Linked DNA regions of Sus scrofa: regions 1, 2, 3, 4 and 6 are each linked to region 5. A link is a contact called in public Hi-C, HiChIP or PLAC-seq and promoter capture Hi-C data. All regions are on one chromosome and are shown on one strand. The core of a region is the stretch at or near the end of the contact, and the rest is flanking DNA. Distances in the headings are between cores, read along the strand shown. Region 1 holds the start of UBE2D2 (ubiquitin-conjugating enzyme E2 D2). Region 2 holds the start of SPATA24 (spermatogenesis associated 24). Region 3 holds the start of SIL1 (nucleotide exchange factor SIL1). Region 4 holds the start of MATR3 (matrin-3). Region 5 holds the start of HSPA9 (stress-70 protein, mitochondrial). Region 6 holds the start of PAIP2 (polyadenylate-binding protein-interacting protein 2).

The links. Promoter capture Hi-C pulls out the DNA fragments that hold promoters and counts their contacts. Hi-C and Micro-C count contacts between places; a contact is called where the count stands out from the background. HiChIP or PLAC-seq counts read pairs in DNA pulled down with a chosen protein or histone mark.
Region 1: a promoter capture Hi-C map of liver shows a contact between it and region 5, with 5 times the contacts expected there. The contact joins the promoter of UBE2D2 here to the promoter of HSPA9 in region 5. A contact is called at or near these places in 1 of 5 promoter capture datasets (liver), 1 of 47 Hi-C or Micro-C datasets (liver) and 1 of 2 datasets of contacts at active chromatin or transcription factors (skeletal muscle).
Region 2: a contact with region 5 is called in an H3K27ac HiChIP or PLAC-seq map of alveolar macrophages. The contact joins the promoter of SPATA24 here to the promoter of HSPA9 in region 5. A contact is called at or near these places in 1 of 5 promoter capture datasets (liver), 2 of 47 Hi-C or Micro-C datasets (embryonic fibroblasts and heart right ventricle) and 2 of 2 datasets of contacts at active chromatin or transcription factors (alveolar macrophages and skeletal muscle).
Region 3: a promoter capture Hi-C map of liver shows a contact between it and region 5, with 3 times the contacts expected there. The contact joins the promoter of SIL1 here to the promoter of HSPA9 in region 5. A contact is called at or near these places in 3 of 5 promoter capture datasets (fetal liver, fetal skeletal muscle and liver) and 2 of 47 Hi-C or Micro-C datasets (embryonic fibroblasts and heart right ventricle).
Region 4: a contact with region 5 is called in a promoter capture Hi-C map of liver, with 8 times the contacts expected there. The contact joins the promoter of MATR3 here to the promoter of HSPA9 in region 5. A contact is called at or near these places in 5 of 5 promoter capture datasets (fetal liver, fetal skeletal muscle, liver and 1 more), 3 of 47 Hi-C or Micro-C datasets (heart right ventricle, liver and mesenchymal stem cells) and 1 of 2 datasets of contacts at active chromatin or transcription factors (alveolar macrophages).
Region 6: a contact with region 5 is called in a Hi-C map of heart right ventricle, with 3 times the contacts expected there. The contact joins the promoter of PAIP2 here to the promoter of HSPA9 in region 5. A contact is called at or near these places in 2 of 5 promoter capture datasets (fetal liver and fetal skeletal muscle) and 1 of 47 Hi-C or Micro-C datasets (heart right ventricle).

The regions. Positions count from the first base shown.
Region 1 is chr2:141,396,655-141,399,354 of Sscrofa11.1, forward strand. UBE2D2 (ubiquitin-conjugating enzyme E2 D2) reads left to right here and starts at 1,283. Exons shown (of 7, transcript XM_005661722.3): 1 at 1,283-1,742.
Region 2 is chr2:141,291,843-141,294,542 of Sscrofa11.1, forward strand. It overlaps SPATA24 (spermatogenesis associated 24), which reads right to left and starts at 1,352. Exons shown (of 6, transcript NM_001177922.1): 1 at 1,209-1,352. The coding sequence starts at 1,325.
Region 3 is chr2:141,116,938-141,119,637 of Sscrofa11.1, forward strand. It overlaps SIL1 (nucleotide exchange factor SIL1), which reads right to left and starts at 1,264. Exons shown (of 10, transcript XM_021084842.1): 1 at 1,038-1,264.
Region 4 is chr2:141,178,255-141,180,954 of Sscrofa11.1, forward strand. It overlaps MATR3 (matrin-3), which reads left to right and starts at 1,261. Exons shown (of 17, transcript XM_021084863.1): 1 at 1,261-1,371; 2 at 2,585-2,622.
Region 5 is chr2:140,530,902-140,533,601 of Sscrofa11.1, forward strand. HSPA9 (stress-70 protein, mitochondrial) reads right to left here and starts at 1,263. Exons shown (of 17, transcript XM_005661695.3): 1 at 763-1,263. The coding sequence starts at 843. It overlaps LOC110259501 (a long non-coding RNA gene), which reads left to right and starts at 1,270. Exons shown (of 3, transcript XR_002341934.1): 1 at 1,270-1,392.
Region 6 is chr2:141,236,114-141,238,813 of Sscrofa11.1, forward strand. It overlaps PAIP2 (polyadenylate-binding protein-interacting protein 2), which reads left to right and starts at 1,304. Exons shown (of 4, transcript XM_003123980.4): 1 at 1,304-1,453.

The DNA of each region.
Region 1 (2,700 bases), core at 33-2,532, 870 kb after region 5:
CATCCCCAGAATAGTTTTTCTAAGTTTGCTTCTGATGGTGTTCTAAACACCAGGTTTTTGTTTTTTGAGTATAGTTGATTTATAACATGTTAATTTCTGCTGTACGACAGTGATTCAGTTACACGTATGTACATTCTTTTTCATATTCTTTACCGCTTGGGTGCATCACAGGATACTACATATAGTTCCCTGTGCTTTAGAGAAGGGCCTTTTTTAATTTTCTTTACTTTCTTTTAATGGCTACATCCAGGGCATATGGAAGTTCCCAGGCCAGGATTGAATGTGAGCCGTAGCCGCAACCTAACAGCAGCTGCGGTGAGGCGGGACCCTTTAACTCACCGTGCTGGGCTGGGGATAGAACGGCTCTTCCCCAGCAACCCCAGCCGCTGCAGTCGCGTTCTTCACCCGGTGCGCCACAATGGGAGCTCGGAACCTTATTGTTTATCCATCGTCTAAGTAATAGTTTGCATCTGCTAACCACAAACTCTCACTCCATCCCTCCCCCATTTCCCCTCCCACTTGACAACAAGGTTGGTTTTTAATTACTGGAGCACACACTGTGCAAGTTTTTTTCTGAGGTAACTGGTATATTGCCATAACAATTCACCAAGCAGAGCACCTCTCCTAGGGCTGACAAGCCAGTGGCTGAGAGACATTCAAGTTGTCACCCATGTCTTCCTTACAAAGACCATCTCAGGGCTGCCTGTGGCATGGTTGAAGAACCACACTCCTGCAGGTGCCCAGGATGTTACCACGCAGCTACCAGAGAGAGAATTCACGAGACTCTTGGCTTCAGGGAACTCCCAGCTTCGCCACCGTGGAGCTGTGTGACCTTGGACAAGTCCTTTCCTCCTTCTGGAAAGTTGTAATGGACCTAAAGGCTCTTCCTGGGTCAGCCTCCGCTATGTGGACGGCCAGGAGACCTAGAATACATTCGCCTTTAAAAAGCTTATTGATCTCAGATAACATATCTAAGAGGGAACCAGAGGCAAAGGACTCAGGGTCGCGGGCTACGAGCCTCGGCCGTCGAACGAGCCTCCACGACCCCGGCACAAATCTCGCGAGATCTTCTCCCGGCGTCGCGGCGTCATCCTCTCGGCGGCCGTGGCGGCGGCGGCGGCGGCAGCACGTAAGACACTCAGAGGGGCGGCCCGTATCCCTCCGCCGCCGGCGCGGCCCGGCCCTCCCTTCCCAGGCCCGCCAATCCCCGCTCTCCCGACCTGCCCCTCGGCCTGGGCCCACCCCGCACTCCTGCGGCCCCACCCCGGCGGCGCCACCCGCCCGCGCGTCCCTCGGTCCACCTGCGGCAGGCAGTCCCTCTGGCTGTCCGACCGGGAGGCGCCGGCCGAGCCCGAGGCTGGGCTCTTGCTTCCCGGCGGAGGGATCCGCGGCTGCTGAGGAGGCGGCGCTGAGCCTGGGAGGCAGAGGCAGCTACGGCGGCGGCGGCGGCGGTGGTGGTGGCGGCGGCGGCGGCGGCGGCGGCTCGGGCGGCAGCGCATAAAGGGGCCGCCGCCGGGTGATGCGGTGACCGCTGCGGCAGGCTCAGGAGCCGAGTGGGCCCCGGCCCTAAGTCTGTCCCGCCGGACCCGCGCTTCGGAGCTCCCCATCTTCTCCGGCCGGCCCGCGGTCACCGAGGCGGCCTCGCACCCCTCGCCCCTTCCCCGTCCCTCCCCTGCCCCCGTCCCCACCCCGGGGGCCGCCGCCACCCGCCTCCCACGATGGCTCTGAAGAGAATCCACAAGGTAAGCGGCCAGAGGTCGGCTGTGGGTTCGGGCCGCTGGGCCTGCCAGCTGAGCAGGCTGCGGCCTGCACTTCCCGCCGTCGTCTCCGCTGGGCTCGCGGCCTCTTCGGACCCGGCTGCCGGCGATGGCCCTGCCGGGCGGCCTTCCTACCCCACTCCCAGTGATGGCGCCGGCGGAGGCCCCGGCGCGCTGACCACGCTTAGGCCGGAGGTATGCTCGCCGGCTCAGCGTTCCTTCCTGGCCTTCTTTCTAGGCCTCGCGTGCTGTGGAGTCCCAGGGCCTCTTCCCGGCCTGGGACTGCTGTGCTAGAGGGCCATTGTCCGGCTGTGCCGAGAGCGGGTGCTGGGACTGGGGCGTTGGGCGGCCCCGTCGACGGAGGTCGAAAGGGCTCCATGCCCCTTCCCTGCCCGGCACCTCGTACCCCCACCTCCGCAGAACCGCCTGAGCTTGGAGCCCGTGTCTCAGGCGGACTGAGGAAGCCTTTTTGTCCGATCCACAAGTATTTTTTGAGTTCACTTGCCTTTTAGCGGCCGCACTCTTCACGTCCACTCTGCTCGTCCAGACACTTAGAGTAGGAAGTTCAGAAGGAAAGTAACGTGATTTTTATGAAGGAGGAGGGAAGTCGAGGGAGAAGCGTTTTTAATTCCTTGAGGTTACCAAATGTAAATGTAGAAACTACCACTTCCGTCGGCTGGAATGGATTTAACAGGAAAGCTGTTAAATTGTGAAGAGAAGAGGTAGAAACCTGAACGTTGGAAACCGCTGGAGAAAATGACACAAAGGTTGCTGTTATAGTCTCTTCGCAAGGTGGTTTTTAACGCTTAAATTAGGTGATATGTTCGGGGAGAGCCTTTTAATGTAGAAGGGATTTTGCTAGATTTTTCCCATAGAAAGTATTTATTTGCCCTTTAAGGTGACGAGTTATTCGTTTAGGTGTCTTAACAGAGGTTTTCCTAAT
Region 2 (2,700 bases), core at 102-2,601, 760 kb after region 5:
CCCAAGTACCCAGCTAATTCAGTGCCCAGAACTGCATACAACTGTCAGAGCAAGAAACAGGTGTGAAGTCAGTTTTATTCTGACTCTGCCTTCTTATCACGAGAAAAAACAAAAATAGAAAAACCATGGACTTTAGCTGGCCAGGACTTTACCATGCCTGTCCAGGTAATCTGTGGCTCCAAAGCTTTGCACCCAAGAACTGGGGTTTGATTGATAAGGCAAAAGCAAAGGTACATAATGGGGTTGGAAGCCTGTAAGTCAACATGTGAAGAGCCAGTTCTGTGCTTACTGCACTCAGCACGGGGAGGGGATTCCCTAATAGGAAGGATGTATAGGTTCTTTGCACATAAGGGCCTTGAGACGTCATTGAAGTCCCCTCCAATTAGAAATGGGGAAACTGGGAGCTCCCCTCGTGACTCAGTGGTTAAGGAACCCAACTAGGATCCATGAGGACACGGTTTTGATCCCTGGCCTTGATCAGTGGGTTAAGGATCTGGCGCTGCTGTGAGCTGTGGTGTAGGTTGCAGACACAGCTCAGATCTGGGGTTGCTGTGGCTGTGGTGTAGGCCGGCAGCTGTAGCTCCGATTCGACCCCTAGCCTGGGAACCTTCATATGCTGCAGGTGTGGCCCTAAGAAAAAATTTTAAAATTAAAAAAAATAAAGAAATGGAGAAACCGAAGCTCAGCGAATAGACAGGCATATCTACCAGGCCCTGTACAACCAGGCAATGAGAATAGAGAACTTTTTTTGGGGGGGGGCTTTTTATGAGCATACGGAAGTTCCCAGCCAAGGGGTCGAATGAGAGCTGCAGCTGTCAGCCTACAACACAACCACAGCAACACGGGATCCAGCCAGCCCTCTGCGATCTACACAACAGCTCACGGCAAGCCAGATCCGAAACCCACTGAGCGAGGCCAGGGATCTAACCGCGTCCTCATGGATACTAGTCAGGTTGTTAACCACCGGGTCATGAGGGGAACTCCCTAGAACTTGGTTAGGTCTAAAATTCCCTGGTAAATATTCATGAGACACTACCCCTTTCTGGCTCCACCCCTACCAGCCAGAACACAACTGGGCCCCGCCTCCTTCTGATGACGCCACTAGCAGGTGCTCTAGGCACGCCCCTGGCGTCAGAACAGGGTCTGGCCCCGTCCCCACCATTTAGGCGTCCAGTCTGGCCTCTCCCCCAGCTCTCCTGGCTGCGTACCACGTTTCTCAGCTGGTGGATCAGTTCCTCCTGAGACTCAATCACGTCCCGCAGTTGATCGAAGGCGAGACACACCGATCCTGACCCCCCCTGCGACCACCCGAGGGGCGTCGCCATCTTTAGCCCCCGCCAGCTCGTTGGAAATGGCTGCCGCGGGCAGCCTCACGTCCGTCGCCCACCAATGAGAATGCGACGCCACAGAGCACCTTGGCAACCGGGGGCGGGGACTTCCTTTGTTAGCAGCGGTAGGGCTCGCCTCTTAAAGGAGCCGTTCACTAAGAGGCGGCACATGGGGCAGAGAACTAACACCATTCGTAATCGAAGTTTATAGAGGATTTGAACATGTATTATACGGTGTTTCTCACACAGGCCTGAGGAGCAGGCAGGCCCGACCTATACTTACTGTAAGGGCTGAGGAGCAGATACCAGCCCCTTGGCCTTTCCCCTGGGCCCATTAAACTGCAAGTCCGCGAAGCAAGAGTCAGCTAAGGCAACCGCTGCATCTTTAGCTTCATACGTCTCATCATCCCACTCTAATCGCTAATTCCCCTTATTGTAGGAGCCTCCGGCTTCCTGTGATCCCTCTTCCTCCTGGGAATACACTTAGCACTTAGTGGACCTGAGTCCAGGCAAAGAAGTGGAGCTCAAGAATGGAAAAGGAGAGTGGCTTTACCTAGAATAAGGCTCCTTGGAGTTCCCTGGTGGCTCTGCAGGTTAAGAACCCACTGTTGTCACTGTTGTGGCATGGGTTCCATCCCTGGCCCTGGGGACTTCTGCGTGCTGCTGGCAAGGCCGAAAATAATACATATATACATACATACATATATACATAAATACATTTTAAAAAGAAAAAAAAAGATTCCTCATACTCCAGTACTAGGCTCCGGGCAGCCACACTGGGGCCATGTGTGGCCATGTCAAGGCACTGGGGAGGGCCCTGGAGAGCCTGAAGAGATGAGAACTGAAGTGGGCGAGCAGGAGACTTGTCAAATGGAAGCAGGGAAGGATAAGATGATCACACATCTCCGCCAATGCCTACTGAGGGCTTTTTTTGAAAGACAAATAAGATTATGCTTGGGGTAAACCAGAGCTAATATTTATTAAGTATTGACTCTTCGTGACATCATTATGCCCTTTTTCTTTTTCTTTTCTTTTCGGCTTTTTAGGGCCACACCTGTGGCATATGGAGGTTCCCAGGATAGGGGTCGAATTGGAGCTACCACTGCCAGCCTACACCACAGCTACAGCAACAGATCTGAACCACGTCTGTGACCTACACCACAGCTCATGGCAACGCCGGATCCTTAACCCACGGAGTGAGGCCAGGGATCAAACCCATGTCCTCATGGATACTAGTCTGGTTTGTTACCACTGAGCCACGAGGGGAACTCCCATTATGCCTTATTACTAGTATTTCATGTGATTTTCATAATAACCTTGTAAAGTAGTTTCTAATGTCTCCATTTTACAGATGAGAAAATGCAGCTTCTAT
Region 3 (2,700 bases), core at 14-2,513, 590 kb after region 5:
AATCTCAGAAAAGACTTGCGTGGGGACAGCTAAGAAGACACGAGCTACAAAACACATCTTTCATATTGTCAAAACGAACACTGTCTTTATAAACATCAGTTTCTTCTCCTAAAAAACATGGAAGACGCCTTCTTTTAAAGCCTACCTAGTCTAGGTTTAATCCAACCTCCTCAATCCTCCAGAGAAGTTATTTTAGGCCAGAAAGCCAGAGGGACTTAAATCGAGGCCACGTATTTTAAAATATTTATTAGAAAACTAATCTTACATGAGTCACACTTATTATTTTTTAAGGCAGCCAAAAGTCCTCTAGCTCCCATTGTGCAAAGGAAGCCCCAATGACCTCACACATGTTGGGCATTTCCTGACTCCTTGTCTTTTCCACCTACAGCCCCTAAATTGGGGCACAAATTTCAACTGATTTTCGCTTGCCTTTTGAAGCAGATAATTTCAAGGCGAGGAAAGAGGACCTGAATCGGAACCCCCTGGGGCGGAGTGTAGGCGCCAACCCCGGTTTATACAAAACTCCTGTGCGTAAAACCCAGGAATAGGCCCAACCGCCTAGGTGATTTGAAACACACCAAAGTCTGTAACCCCTACGGTAAAGGGAAGTATTTCGTCTACCAAGGCAAAGGAAAACTCAAGACAAGAGTGGAAATACGACGCGAGGTAGGACGCAATTCCATATGGTAAAGAGACACCAGAATGGCAACACTGGAGCTGGTGGACAGATGCAGAAACTGAGGCCCAAAGAAAGGAACTAAAAGAGATGAGGACCCCACAGTCAGGTTCGGACCCCCGCGGCTTCCTCTCCTGGCCTTGAAGCAGGATCACTGCAGGCGTTCTGAGTGGGAGAGGTAGGGAAAGCGGCCCTCGGGCTGAGAAGCCAGGTCTGCCACCACTACTGAGGAGGCCGGAGCCCACTTGTACTTCCCGCTCGGGAGACACCACGTGTGAGGGGTGGGAGCCCCGGAACAGCACTGGCAGCGCGCTGGGCACCCAGCCGCGGCCCAGGGCCGGGCGGCCCTCACCGCCCCTACCTGCGGCTCCCCGCCCGGCAGCCGAGGGGCAGACACAAACCCCACAATTCCAGGCGGCCGCAGCGGCAACCAGCTCCCCGTGCGCAGACGCGGCGGCCACGGTCAGAACTTGCGCGCGCCCGGCTATTACGTCACTGGCTTCCTCGCCCAATTGTCTTCTTCCAGAACCGCGGCAGCCCCACTCCTCTTCCGGCACTCGAGGTGCTGAGCCCGGCTCCTCTCCGGCTTGTTAAGTCCCGCCCCCTAGCGTCTACATGAGCAAACCTCCTGAAACTTATTCGGCCCAGTATCCTTCCGCCGGTGTGAGAGACATCTAAAACAGGTACCCGCAGGCCTGGATTTGCTTCCAAGGTAGAACAGAGTGGAACTTTGAAGTTTCATCTCTGATTTCCCAACAGCTTAACTTTTTTCTAGCGGAAAGATCATCAGAAAGAAACCAGAGGTGGTAGGAAATAAAAATAGATCAAACTGGTATGACTCAGTTGGGATAAAGCTGAGTCTCAAGCAATAAATAGTCCTTAGAAAATTCATGCAGAATAGGCCACCTGCAAGTCACCTACTTTATATACTTATGTATTGTGCGAATTGACAAGGACCAATTATTTTAAAAATAAAAGTCACCTGCAGCTCTAATTCAGCTCAAAGCACTGAGTAGCTTATTTATACATGCCAGGTGTTGCAAATACATTATATTTCCTTCTCATGACGCTTTAAGATCAGAACTGTTATCCCCTTTTTATAGATGGGGAAGCTGAGATTCAATAAGTTGAAGGACTTAAGTGAAGTTTGTACAGTCCAAAAGCGGTAGAACTGGGAATTTATGCCAGATTTGGGTGCCTGCAAAAGTCCTGTTCTCTGATCCTGTTAGACCTTCCCCTTGCCTAGGCGCTTAACCTGGCAGGAAAAATGGGGTGCTCAGTCAGAGTCCAGACCCAGTGATTGCAGGTCCTTCAGAAGTGGAGAAAAGGGGGAGTTCCCATTGTGGCTCAGAGGATTAAGGACCCCAACAGTGACATGTCTGTGATGATGCAGGTTCAATCCCTGGCCTTACTCAGTGGTTAAGGATCTGGCATTGCTGCAAGCTGCAGTATAGACCTCAGCTACCGCTGGGATTGATGTTGCCATGACTGTGGCATAGGCCTCAGCTGCAGCTCGGGTTTGACCCCTAGCCTGGGAACTTCCATATGCTGCAGGTGAGGCCATAAAAAGGAAAAGAAAAAAGTGGAAAAAAGGATAATTTAAACAAGAGCAAACAAAAAACCTATGTTTGGTATTCCTTTCCCTTTCCACGTATTATGTGAGCTTCCAGCAGTTAATCTACCTTTTTTATTGCGTTTACTTCAAGCAGGTGGGAGCTTGGCTTTGCAACCATGAACGAAGTTTGGTTAGTAGCCTGGGAAGGGAGAACAAGCCCCTGGGTAACAGTTCAGTAGGTAGTGCCAGTTTATTAAAAAGACCTACAAGAGACATTCTTCTGCCACTGGGGAGAAAGGACAGGGAACAGTTCACATTTCCCGTGGAACACCCAGTGGACCAGTGACAGTAGCTGGGCCGAGGAATAATTCTAGATTGGGTCACTGCCTAGCATCATGAGGACAGATGATAAAGCAACAGATATCTATTGCATCAGGGATACGTTGCAAAAGCAACATGTAAATTACAA
Region 4 (2,700 bases), core at 11-2,510, 650 kb after region 5:
AACATGAATGGAACTATAGACTCTCATAATGAGTGAAGTCAGAAAGAGAAAGACAAATACCGTATGATATCACTTATATCTGGAATCTAATATATGGCACAAATAAAACTACCTACAGAAAAGATGATGGCCAAGGGGGAGGGGGAGGGAGTGGGATGGACTGGGAGTTTGGGGTTAGTAGATGCAAACTATTTGCATTTGGAGTGGATAAGCAATGAGATCCTGCTGTATAGCACAGGGAACTATATCTAGTCACTTGTGATGGAACATGACAGAGGATAATGTGAGAAAAAAAAATATATATATACGACTGGGTCACTTCGTTGTGCAGCAGAAATTGACAGAACATTGTAAATCAACTATAATAGAAAAAACAAAAATCTTAAAATTAAAAAAAATTGTTGGCAGATGACAAGGGCATTGGTTAACTCCCAGGGTTTTGTCTGACAAATGTGTCAGCTGCAATATGTGGGCAGAGCCAGTAGGATGCTAGGGAGGGGCTGGGAAGTGGCTTTGGAATTTGGAGAATTATGGAATGGATTTAGGAATGCTGCTGGGTCTTGCTCCTCTAGCCCTTGTTCTTCAGCTTCACCAACTGTTCAGCAGGACAGAATCATATTGACTCCAACCAGCAAGGGAACTAGTTGTTTAGTGTCGAATAGAAATGCTGGTAACTTGGTGAGCAATATGTCCAGATCAAGGATGTGGCCTCTTAGGCTGGGTGTGCCACGGTGAAAGGAAGTTTGGAAGAGCGAGCCTGTTTTCTTTGGCTGTTGCAGCTCAGCTAAGGATGTGGTCCCGCAGGTTAGGCTATAGGAGTGAAGGACATAAATCTCCTGGAAAGATCCCAAAACCAAGGTGACCAGTGTGGGTGGACGATCCATTCGCCGGGTGACAGAACTGCTGAAGAAAGCCCGAAGGAGGATCTGTGTGGGAGGTGGAAAAAGCGTGGGCTGAGCTTGCAGCAACTGAAAGGCGCCACACGTGTGAGATGAACCCGCCGAGCTCGGTGGGGGCGGACCGGAAGCACCGCCTCACTACCACACGCCAGGTTTTCTCTTTAGCAGCTTCAAACCCAGGGCCCTTTCCATCCGTAAGGATGGATGGGATGGGTGTCTCATCAACACAGCGATGGTTTGGATACCTACCCTTTCTCTTCTGGGTGCTAACCCCTAGGAAGTATGATCACCTCTGCCACAGCTCCCCCTATTTTCCTAACCCCGCCCTTGTTGGGCGGGTTTTCTTAGCCCCGCCCACCGAGAACCGCCCCGTAGCCGCCCCGGGGCGGGGCTTCTCCCGACTCCCGGCTGCCCTTTCCCCTGCGGCCTCCGCCGGGGCCGGAGTGTCCCTGCCGAGCTCCCGACACCAAGGGTGAGTAAGGGCAAAGTAGGGACAGCTCACCTTGGAGGTTTACTAGCCAAAGGCGAAAGGCTGCGGTGGAGGGGCTTCTTCCGAGGCACGCGACCAAACCGGGGTTCGTTCCCTCGTGACCCAAGATTTGGAGGGTATCTTCAAGAGACGCTGGGGGATCGTAGTCGCCCCCTCTTTCCTACCATCCTTGTGGTCTCTGGAGAGTCCGCTAGAGCCGGTCTCGGACTCCCGTAGAGCCAGTCTCGATGCTCCTGAAGCACCAGGGCCGGGGGACTTGGGAAGGTTTGTGAGGAACACGTGCTCGGGTGGAGCTCGGTCAGACCCTTCAACCCGAGCCCGGAAAGGGGGCAGGCTATTTTTAGATTTGTTTTTCGATTTGGACGAGGAGCTTCCTCTCTTTTTCGTTTTCTCTAAATTGTTTGCAGCTGGTTAGGAGTGAAATTCGAGGATGGCTGGGAATATAGTCTTAGATAACCTCACCTTACATAAATAAGGTAAATTATAAGGATGAGGGGGTAGGAATGTTTATTAAAAATTTTGCAAACATTTTGGTCAATGTTTTAAACCGGTCCTTTGGATCGTTGGCAGGAATGGCAACCTAACTGCCTCCAGTTCCTTTCACATCCATTACTGCATCCAATTATTTTTTAAAAGGTTGCTTTTATGGTTCATGTAATTGAGGCCCTTGTCGATCTAGTTTTAACCAGCCTTTCCAATTTTTCACTGCCCATGGCTTTCCCAGGATTAACTTGCCCTTCTCCTTACCAGTATTTATCATCTCCTGGCCTGGGATGGAGCTGCCGGTAAAAGCAAATGTTACTGACTGCCCAGAGTCTATAGGAGATGCTTTCCTATAGGCTTAGTTTATATTCCATTTAAATCTCCCAACCACCCTATATACTATTATCAACACCCCCATTCGATCAGTAAGGAGACTGAAGTCCAGAGAGTTTTTTGCCCACTGTCACATGGCTGCTAAGCAACAAAGCCAAGCTTCCTGATACTTATTAACTTGCTGCTGTGGAACTACTGTGAGATACAAATGAAAATGACCTATGAAATAGGTCTGATCCAGAGAACTATTTATTTTGTTGTCTGATTGTTCTGGGGCTCAGGCCTCACTAAGTTAAGGGGTTTTGAGGGTAGGAGTCTTGAACGCCACACAAGAGTTCACGAACTTGGCTGACTCTAACCTGGAGTGCTTTGATTGCAGAGGGCCCAGCTGTGGACTTTGGGCAGATGCAGCCCCAGGTGAGTGCAACCCCATTAACCTACCTTTGGCCCCAGCTGTAGGCAGCTGCCTAGGTTACCGTGTATCTAGGCAAGTGT
Region 5 (2,700 bases), core at 13-2,512:
AACTTACTCCGACATTTCCCCTGAGTTCCAAGCAACTAGTTTAAGGCAACGTGAATTAATAATCTTGCCCTCAGTTTAAGGGGAAAAAAAAAATCTGCCAGGCCCCAAATCAGGACCACCTTTACCCAACCTAAGTGAAAACAGACAATTCTTGTTCCACTAAAACGTCTATTTTTGGTCTTACACGATAATAAACAATCACTCCATAGCCTTATCCTGATTTGAGCTTTTCTTCCGAAATAATGGAAAACAGTCCTACGGTAAGGGTTCTGAGAAATTAACTAACCAAATGTCTCTAAGCAAAAATAAATGAGACTGATTTTTAATTTACCGCTTAAGGACTTTTTCTTTCTTCGTTACGTCATAGGAGAGAAGTCCTTGAACGGTCTGTATCTTACAGAGAACAATTATCTTTCTACTTATAGATGGAAACCAAAGCCAAAATAACGATTCCGTCCCAATAAACTACGTCCCTCAACCTCAACACCAAAACTGTCTAATCCATCTCAAAAGTTAAAAAGGCCACAATTCTTTATTCCGTGGAATTAAAAAAAAAAAAAGAGGTGTGACTCAGCAGGACCTGAGACAGGAAGGCAAAATCCTGAAATAAGCTTTGAACGCGCAGCCCTGACTACCGAAAAAGGCCCGTTATTTGTAGTCTCTCCTCATCTTTCCCGGAGGATTCTGACCCCGGAGGCCGCGCCATGCCTCACTGAGTCCCCAGGCCGTGAGCCCGACGGGGAAGGCCCGGCAGTTCCATACCTGGTGGCGAGCGGCAGTGGGGCCCCGGGAGGCTGCAGCACCAACAAGACGGGCTGTTGCGGCTCGGCTGGCACTTATCATGCTGCTAAATGGTAGGAAGAACAAACTGCAAACTACGCGCTCGGAAGGATGAGAGCTGCGCGGCGCGGGGGTGCAGCGCTTCTGGAAACCTCCAACCACGTGGGGTGGGGGGCGGGGGTTGATCACTGCCCCCCGAAAGCCCGCTCTTCCGCTGAGGCGTCTCCTGCGCTGCCTGATCGGAGAATACCTGAACGCCGCTTCCGGAATCAGGGCCTATGGCTAAAACGCTTCGTAGCATGATAGTTAGGGAAGCTGTGTCCTTCCGTGCCGGCTGCGGTAGATCTGGGATCAGCGAGAGACAAGGAGGCTAAGAGAAGGAAAAGGCAGATCGTTGGACAACCCCGGTCCTCGGTGGCAGGAAAGACTCAAGGTCACACGGGATAGATTAGGAACAGATTACAGTCTCCTTGCGTCAGTTGCGTGAGAGGAGGGGTCTGTTGCGCCTGCGCAACTGGCTGCCCTCTAAGGGCCTGGAGCGCATGTGCGGAGGGAGTGGCGGAAAACGGGGGTGGAGTCTGACTTCAGCATTCATAGGATGCTCCAGCTCACGTGAGTTTGGCGGTAGCGTTGCACCGGGAAGCTGGCCAGTACAAACGCCCCGCTCGAGTTGACGTTTTTCGCCTCAGGGACAGCGCCATTTTGTCCCAGGCGTTCAGTGTAACCCTTGGGCTTAAAACCTTTGTTGCCCAACTTTATTCTTTGTCCATCTTTTGGCTGCCGGTTATTATTCCAGTAACTTGAAATACACCTGCATATTGAGTTCTTAGATAAATTCTTGCAGTGTTTTACCGCAGGGACCATGGGTTTTGAACTACTAAATCATTCTTTCATTCACAGAGGTTTGGGACGCATTAGCCGAATTATTGTGTAGACCACTGAGAGAGAAAAAATTCCTAAACTCGGAGTCTTACCCACCCGGCTTTGCTGGGCACCGCTGAGGCGCTGAAATGGAGCAGGGCCCTCATGGGCAGAAAACTCTTTCTTGTTTGTAGGAAATAGGCTTCATTCAGTCTCCTGGGTTCCAAAGGGCAAATTTAAGCCACTGTTGATAATCAGGGAAGGGAGGGGATGCAGAAACATGGGAGGAGCAGTCAAACAATTGGGTATTTCCTGGTGGCCTAGAGGTTTAGGGCTAGGGGTTGTCACTGCTGTGGCTAGGGTTCAAGCCCAGGCACGTAGATGGGGCAGAGAGAGAAACAGTAGTGCAGCCTTAGGGCAGGTTCCTGCTTTCCCAAATTACCTGTGTAAAAGTATCCTTGAATTCTTTAGGAACTAAGCCCCCTCCCCGCTACACTCCAGGTGGAGGATGTTAACTTCAGGCTGAGCAGAAGATTCTAAAAGCACTGTAAATTTTGCCTATTAAAAACTTCTGCCCCGGAGTTCTCTGGTGGCCTAGCAATTAAGGATCTGGTCTTGTCACTGAAGCGGCTCTGACCTTTTGGTTTGTTTTGGACTCACTGTGCCTCAGAGACATGAACTTGTGTCCAGTAACAGCTCCTCAAGCCAATATCTAAACTATGTTGCTCCTGAAAGAAGGTGTGGTCCTGTAACAAGATGTCAATGACCAATCTACTGTGATAATTTTCAATTTTTTTTTTTTTCTTTTTTAAGGGCTGCACTTGTGGCATATGGAAGTTCCCAGGCTAGGGGTCAGATCTGAGCTGTAGCTGCCGGCCTGCACCATGGCCACAGGTAGGCTCCGAGGTGCGTCTGCGACCCACACCACAGCTCATGGCAATGCTGGATCCTTAACCTACTAAGTGAGGCCAGGGATCAAACCTGCATCCTCATGGATACTAATTGGATTCATTTCCTCTAAGCCATGATGGGAACTCCTTCAGATTTTTAAGAAAAAGA
Region 6 (2,700 bases), core at 54-2,553, 710 kb after region 5:
CCCTCTTGGATTCAAGACTTCTATGGAGGGAACTTTTTTTCCCCTTTAGTTTTAGCAAATATTAAATGTGTGGTTTCTTAAAGACTAAAGTTTTGTAAGAGTTAAAAAGGTAAACCTCAGTCCCTCGTTTTATTTCCCCAGGGGAAGAAATTACTATTTTTTTGTGTGTCCCATTTCAAATATATTGTATACATATTAGGAAATTTTTTTACACATAGTATATGTTGTACCTTGATTAGCATCACTAAAAATATACATCGGGAGGAGTTCCTGTCCTGGCGCAGTGGTTAACAATCCGATTAGGAACCATGAGGTTGTGGGTTTGGTCCCTGGCCTTGCTCAGTGGGTTAAAGGATCCAGCATTGCCTTAAGCTGTCGTGTAGGTCGCAGACGCGGCTCAGATCCCATGTTGCTGTGGCTCTGGCGTAGGCTGGCGGCTACAGCTCTGATTAGACCCTTAGCCTGGGAATGTCCATATGCCGCGGGAGCGGCCATAGAAAAGGCAAAAAGACCAAAAAAAAAAAAAAAAGAAAGAAAAAAAAATACGCACATCGGGATTTGCAAGTAGGAAGCGTGGATTAGAGAAATGTATGGGGTGCAGTGCAACAAAGATGATGGACGAGGAAATTCTTGGACCCTGAGATTTCACTCTTTTATTTCGCCAGTGGACAGGGTTTTTCTTCCCTTAGCCTGGGAATCGTATGTTCATAATTTGCGCCTGTGTGTTAAGATCTACCTTCAAAAAGTGTGTTCCTGAGGTGTGTGAGTGCAGGTGCTTGTGAATTTTAGTATGTCTCTGAATTTGCCCTATTATTTCTGCATTTATTGTTTCGGTGTCAAGATCTCTGGATGCGACTTGGTATATATCACTCGTAGTGTGACGCTGTGTATCACGTTTGGTGTGTGTGTGTCTGGATGTGTGAATGCGCTGTCCTCGTCTAGATGTTCCCATCTAGTGTCAGTGTGGTTGAAGTAACCATTGCCATCTGTAGTAGTCGTCTGTATATCTTGTCTCTTTCAGCACTCAGTACTCGGCTCCCCTACTCGCGGTTTCCTTTTATTCTTGAAGGATGGGCGGGTGTGGGGACACTGGCCCAGCCCCACTCCGGTTTTCCTGAGAGGACAGACAGGGTTTCCAGTGTTCCCCGCGGCCGCCAGGGTACGCAGGAAAGGCCGTTGCGCATGCACACGTGTGCAGCCTGGGAGACCAGAACTTTGGGGTCGCCGGTTCTCTTGCGCGCTCCCTGGTGGCCTCGGGGAGCAGTGCGGACAGAACGAGAGGCGGGGCCTGCGGCGGCGGAAGTGAAGTCACTTCCGGGCTGGGGTGTTTGTTTGGACTGGAGAAGGGAGGCGGCGGGCGAAGCGCGCGTCGAGCGGGGGAGCGGCGCTGCCTGTGGAGATCCGCGGAGGCCGACCGGATTCGTTGGCTGCCGTCCCCGCTGCCGTGCACTGGGTGAGGGGTTCCCTCGGGCAGAGCGGCAAGAAGGGCGCGGCGGCCCCAGCCGTCGAGGGATGGCTCCTCGGCGACGGCTGAGGGGCCTACAGGGTACCTCGGGTTGTTGGCCCCCAAGCCTGTATGGCCTCCGTTGTTCCTTGCCTCTTCCAGCCGAGTCTGAGGGATGGTCTTGGACCGACTTGGTCTCTTTCTTCTCTGAGAAATGGCCGTCGCTTTCTTTTTCATTGTCATTATTATTTATGATTTGGATCTCGCAGCTCTCTATCCGGGTCCTCGGTGGCGCGCGAGGGTTGCTGGGATAGCACTTTCTCGCGTCGTTTCCCCCCCCGCCCCAGTTCCTTCACCACCACCACCCCGCCCCCCGTCTCCTTTCCCCCCTGCCCCCCACGGCCGCCTCGGCAACAAAGCTCATTGTTTCTCCCCACTTTACGCCTGCGCGTCGCCACGCGCAGCCCGTACTAGCTGCGCCTGCGCGCTCCTCCCGAAGCTTGGGTGGGGGAAGAGAAAGGGGCGGAGGGAGTGGCGGGCTGGCGAGCGTCCTAGGGGAGCATTCTGTAACCGTCCACGGGCTTGTACCTTTCCGATGATCGCTTTTCTCCGGTTTCTTCGCCTTCCTCTTCCCCTTATTTTTAGTTACCTTGTATTCTGTGCTTGGGATGGGAAGGCCTTTGGCGTCCTGGGAACTCCTACTCCAGAACTGTTTTGAGCCAGATGAACTTTGAGCGCCCATCCAGTTCACATTCTTTGATTTGATTCCTTAATTTTCTCCAGTGCTTTTTCCCACTATCAAAAAAATATACGGCTTGTGGCGAAGCTTTTTTTTTTTTTTTAAACATTTGTTGAAGCAGCCGGCAGTAGTATTTTCTAGTAACTGCCAAAAAAAGGGCCTTTTCTGCTTCCTTTTGTTGTCTTGTTTTCCCTGGTTTTGCAACTCCAACACCTCACAGAAACTGCAAACTCTAGAAAGAATTTGGCTTCCAGTATGCCGTGGGAGAAGCTGACAGCTTTTGACATTTATTTCAACAGAAGATAAATTCCCATCTTGCATATATGCTGGCTAATCTCACCTTATTAACCTGGTGGCATGATTTTTCACAAATTGCATTTGAGCAGTTTACCAGATGTTGTTTTGCATTTTCGTTAAATGCCTTTTGAAATTTTACAGGCTGTAGGTTATGTTTGCAAATAAGGGTCTCTGTAAGGATTTTAAATGAGGTTTCCAGTGTTTGCTGTTTTGTGCTTTT